2 separate regions of the Sus scrofa genome follow, and region 1 is linked to region 2. A link is a contact called in public HiChIP or PLAC-seq data. All regions are on one chromosome and are shown on one strand. Each heading gives the region's core, a stretch centred on a gene start, on an enhancer-like site or on the middle of the called end of the contact. The rest is flanking DNA. Distances are from core to core; before and after follow the strand shown. Region 1 holds the start of MCL1 (MCL1, BCL2 family apoptosis regulator). Region 2 holds the start of HORMAD1 (HORMA domain containing 1).

The links. HiChIP or PLAC-seq counts read pairs in DNA pulled down with a chosen protein or histone mark.
Region 1: a contact with region 2 is called in an H3K27ac HiChIP or PLAC-seq map of alveolar macrophages. The contact joins the promoter of MCL1 here to the promoter of HORMAD1 in region 2. A contact is called at or near these places in 2 of 47 Hi-C or Micro-C datasets (embryonic fibroblasts and epiblast stem cells) and 1 of 2 datasets of contacts at active chromatin or transcription factors (alveolar macrophages).

Annotation. Positions count from the first base shown.
Region 1 is chr4:98,560,555-98,563,352 of Sscrofa11.1, forward strand. It overlaps MCL1 (MCL1, BCL2 family apoptosis regulator), which reads left to right and starts at 1,538. Exons shown (of 3, transcript NM_001348806.1): 1 at 1,538-2,370; 2 at 2,724-2,798. The coding sequence starts at 1,680.
Region 2 is chr4:98,448,560-98,451,259 of Sscrofa11.1, forward strand. HORMAD1 (HORMA domain containing 1) reads left to right here and starts at 1,332. Exons shown (of 15, transcript NM_001194981.1): 1 at 1,332-1,369; 2 at 2,240-2,297. The coding sequence starts at 2,265.

The DNA.
Region 1 (2,798 bases), core at 288-2,787, 110 kb after region 2:
GGGAACCTCCATATGCCACAGGTGCAGCCCTAAAAAAGCAAAAAAAAAAAAAAAAAAAAAGAAAGAAAGAAATGAAGTTTTTCTCCTCTGATTGTTTCCATTTTCTCAGTAAGTTAAAAGCTTAAAGTGAGGCTGGGAGAAGGGAATATGGGACGTTTAAGGATATAAAAGAAGGTGTTCAATAGTCATCTTGGATCACAGGAGAGTGAATCGATTAAGGAACTGCAATAGGATTACTGAACACTTGAGATTTCTGGCTATAAGCTTAAAGTGAAACCAGCAATGCACTTCCTTCTACAGCCTCTGAAGAAGAAACCGCTTTTGCACGCAAATTTGCTCAATCTCTTTCCCCTAAATAAAATCGCGTTCTAGAAAGCAGAGCAGAAAAAGCTACCTCTTCCATAAAGTCTTCCCCTAGCTCTCCTAGCCGAAAGTGAATTTTCCAGCCTCTTAATTCCAATATTAAGTTGTTGATGCCTCCTATATTCCATCTCACATTATGGTTTGTTGCTGTGCAAGATTTTACATTCCTTAAATAGATAAACCATTTCTTATTCACTACAACCGCAGGATGTTTCTCTCCAAACTTTCTGCCCCTTATTATAAAGCTCCATGCTTCTAGGTCTTGCCCAAATACATAATCCTGTGGTACAGGTGCCCTATTTCCTTATTAAAGTGATGTTTTCAGGAATAGGAACCATGCTCACCTTTCCTGCTTCTGTCCCTCAAATACTTTGCTCTTGAATTTTAGCTATTACTAATTTTACAGATCTTTTAGGAAAAACAGGTTGCTTCAATTAATGTTAACTCACATATATGGTATATAACAAGATCCATGTCCTTAAGGGGTTTACCCCTAGATTCAAATGTCTCTTATCAACGTAAGTGGTATCAAGAGTCTCAGAAGATGTAGTGAACGAGTAAGACATATATAAAAAGCATGAGAGAGATGGCGATGGGAGAAAGCAAATAGGGAGACAGGCATAAAATTTAGCTGGAGCAGAACAATTTCGCTTTGCGAATTTACGTAAAAATGATTCTATAGGTCAGTCCATGGAGCGTCCCCGTTTCCACACAATGTTGGAATGAGAGTACAGAGCTGAGGTTGCGCAAAATAACTACATTTTCCCAACAGTGTCCTCATATTCATCCATCCTAAGGCTGTGGTCCCGCATCCGTGGCAGAATTTACTCATCCCTCTTCCTCAATCTCCGAGTGACTCGAGGGTTAGGACTGTGGTGTGGGGGAAAAAAAAAACAACCCTCCGGTACAAAAGCAACAGAAGGGGCTTGCAAATCAGCACTCAGGGAAGCGACGAGGTAGCAATCCCCAGCCGGCCCAGACCGGCACGGGTGAAGAGCGCAAGCCCACCTTGCAGAGGGCTGGAGCCAAGGTTACGTAACGGGCCGCGAGAGGTTCGGAGAGCCGGAAGCCCCGCCCCCCGAACCGCCGGTTAGGTGCCGTGCGGTGCTGCATTCTCCGGAAGCTTCCGCCCCTTGCCCTTTTACGGGGGTTCAATTTTTTTTTTTTTTTTTTTAGAGAGTTGCTGACGCCACTGCGGACTGGTTCTAAAACTGCGATCTAGGAGTGCCTCTCTCAGACCTTACTTCCGCTTCCTTCCCGTAAGGAGTCGGGCCTCCCCCATTTTTCTGCCAAGGTGGTGGCGGCGGCGGCTTGCGATGTTTGGCCTCCAGAGAAACGCAGTAATCGGACTCAACCTCTACTGTGGGGGGGCCGGATTGGGGCCTGGAAGCGGCAGCAGCGCCTCCGCTCCGGGAGGCCGTCTCTTGGCTACGGGAAAAGAGGCCACGGCCCGGCAAGAGGTAGGGGGAGGGGAAGCCGGCATGGTGATTGGCGGAAGCGCCGGCGCGAGCCCCCCGTCCACTCCTGCGCCAGACGCCCGGAGGGTCGCGCGGCCCTCGCCCATTGGCGCCGAGGGCCCCGACGTCACCGCGACCCCCGCCAGACTGCTGTTCTTCGCGCCCACCCGCCTCGCGTCGCCGCCTGAAGAGATGGAATCCCCGGCCTCCGACGCCATCATGTCTCCCGAAGAGGAGCTGGACGGGTACGAGCCGGAGCCCCTCGGGAAGCGGCCGGCCGTCCTGCCCTTGCTGGGGTTAGTCGAGGAGGCCAGTAGTGGCCCCGGCACGGACGGCTCGCTCCCCTCGACGCCGCCCCCGGCAGAGGAGGAGGAGGACGAGTTATACCGGCAGTCCCTGGAGATTATCTCTCGGTACCTTCGGGAGCAGGCAACCGGCGCCAAGGACGCGAAGCCAATGGGCGGGTCTGGGGCCGCCAGCCGGAAGGCGTTAGAGACCCTGCGACGGGTCGGGGACGGGGTGCAGCGCAACCACGAGACGGCCTTCCAAGGTAAGGGGGTTAGTCGTGAAGGCTGCCCTGCTTTTTCTTTCTCTTTAGCTCTCTGGACTCACGCACCTTCGGTGGGTGGAAACCGAAACGAGTCCATGTTGAAACGACTCTTATCCCATTTCTGAAACCAGAATATTCTGGCCGTGAGTCATTGTTTCCGCCCACTTGATTCTTTTGGAAATGGCAGCTCTGTTCAAAGCCCGGAAAGGGTGGGATGTCAATTTTCAAGTGGGAACGGCCTAAATTCTATAGAGCTCAAATAGCGATTTCCCCCGTCGTGGGTGGGCAGGCGAATCGTGCCCTGGTTTAGACAAAGGAGGCGGTGAGAACCTGCATGCTTTTTTTCCTCTCAGGCATGCTTCGGAAACTGGACATCAAAAACGAAGACGATGTCAAATCTTTGTCTCGAGTGATGGTCCACGTTTTCA
Region 2 (2,700 bases), core at 82-2,581:
AAGAATGAGATAGTGAGTAGGTAAGCTCATTGTAAACTGTTGACCTGAAACAATTCTTTATTTTTCCAGCAAAAATGGATTTATTTGGGATTAGCAGAAAATTTCAATTTGAGGTCTGCAACTGTGGCCAGCCATGTGCAAGTCCTTGCAGGGCACAGGAAGGAAAATGCTTTTATAAAGAGGAAAAGGAAGTTGGGAGGGCTAGAATAAACAAAGAGACTGTGGTTTTTCATTGGCTGAGTCCTTGCCAAGAAAGAAGAGTCTTTCCTGTTTGGCTCTGCTATCCCCCAGAGCATGAGAATTCCCCTGGATTCTATCTCTCTGTTTAATTTTTTTTTTTTTTTTTTTTTTTTTTGGTCTTTTTGCCATTTCTTGGGCCGCTTCTGCGGCATATGTAGGTTCCCAGGCTAGGGGTCATATCAGAGCTATAACCGCAGGCCTACACCAAACCCACAGCCACGCGGGATCCGAGCCGTGTCTGCGACCTACACCACAGCTCACCGCAACGCCGGATCGTTAACCCACTGACCAAGGTCAGGGCTCGAACCCTCAACCTCATGGTTCCTAGTCGGATTCATTAACCACCGCGCCACGACGGGAACACCTCTCTGTTTAATTTTAATTGAGGTTTCTGTTTAATTTTTGTACAAAACTTTAAGTGTGAGTGCAATATAAAGCAATATCTTTGACCCTGACAACAGTTCTAGTCTTCATTCTTCTCCTAATTGACTCTGGGAAAATCTTTTCATATCTTGGGTGGCTGTTTTCTAACTGGTAATTATCAAAATTAACGAGTAATTAATGTCTATACTATTAACAATTTATTTGGATATAAACAATGTGGAAAATACCAAGTTTGTATTACTAGCCAATCTCTAACCTACGAGCTCTGACGTTATTATTTTGCCTCTAAATGAGAATTAATTACATTCAAGCTATCACTGTCCCCACGAACATAGCACAGCAGAAACATCTAAGTAGGAGACTGCTAGAGCAGCCGGTTTTTTGAAGATATAGGAGGCTGTAAGCTTGGGAATGCAACATGTGGTAGATCCAATAACAGAATCAAAAATTAGAAAACAATCAGAAATTAATTAAATGGTGATTAAGAATGCTTTGGTCCCTATAGGAAGGCTACATATATACTGGGAGGGCATGTGGCTTTTCTACGCCAGAAACCGTCAGAAGCCGCTTTCAGGTTCTCGGGTTTCCCAGAGGCCCTTGCGCAGCTCTTGGCGGGGAAACGTGACCTGGCCCCAGGGGTCAAAGGGCTACTGTCGCTCCTCCACAGGCGACCGTTGAAGGAAGGAGCATGCGCATTAGGCAAAGCAGTTCTCCTGGTCGCTGCCGGGGGACCCTCAGGCGTTAGGTATTACATGTTTGTTTCCCTTTTGGTTTATTTTCTCTTTTTTTCTTTTCTTTCTTTCTTTTATTTTCTTTTTTGCTTTTTAATGTCTTTTTCTGTTGCCTTCACCTACTTTTAAGTTTTTTTAAGTTCTGAATGGTGAACTCTTCGGGCGGAAAATGCATAGCTACTTATTTTTCACAGGAGGTTCTTGAGTGTAGAGTAACTCTAGCATGTAGTCCAGGCTTTTTCAGGATAAATGTAAATGTTTACGATAAATAGATGCTTCTGTGAATTCTTCTAGATGAATCGTCTGGTTAAGAAAAATGAAATTGGAACCAAAAAAAATTGAGATGTACATCAGAATATTAAAGAACCAAGAAATCAGAATCAACCCCAAAAGTCCAGAATATTTTCTGTTGCTCTTTTATGGTGTTCCACAGAATAGGACATTATGTCACATCCAGAGCCATGTTCAAGTTCAGTGAAGGAAAGTTAACCTGATTTGGTCATTTTGAAACTACAAATTTAAAACAAAAATTAAAAGATTATTTTAAAGAATTTGACAGAGCCAGTTTTTCATTACCCACTTGTGCAATGTTGTTAATGTTTAAATACTGTGAAGAAAAATAAATTATGCTTTTTTAAAAAGGTCATTTAAAGAGTTCTCTTAATAACCATTCTATGTGAGGCTTGCTGGTCTTGCTAGGCTTAATATTAGCACTTGACTCAAAAGAGCTTTGGAGCAAAGTGAATCTGTTTTTGAAAATTCCATTTTAAGTAAAACAAACAAACCTTGTCATTTATTCACATAAAATTCTGACTTTACATATAATAAACCAGATTAGAGATAAAAATAAGATCTGAAGTTAAAGCTTGTATTTGTGTCACAAGGTTGAATTAAAGAAAATATCAGAAGATGGCCACTGCACAATTGCAGAGAACGTCCATGGTATGATTTCTTATATTTTAATTTTAATTTAGCTAATTTAGTTGTTTCTTGAAGTCTCAATTATTTTTTTTAATTATTACTATTATTATTATTTTTTTTTTTTTTTGTCTTTTTGCCTTTTCTAGGGCTTCTTCCTGCGACATATGGAGGTTCCCAGGCTAGGGGTCTAATCGGAGCTGTAGCCATCAGCCTACACCAGGGCCACAGCAATGCAGAATCCGAGCCATGTCTGCAACCTACACCACAGCTCACAGCAACGCCAGATCCTTAACCCACTGAGCAAGGCCAGGGATCGAACCCGCAACCTCATGGTTCCTAGTTGGATTTGTTAACCACTGCACCTCAACGGGAACTCCTCAATTATTTTTATGTTTGAAAGTTAGAGTCATCTCTGAAGGTTTAA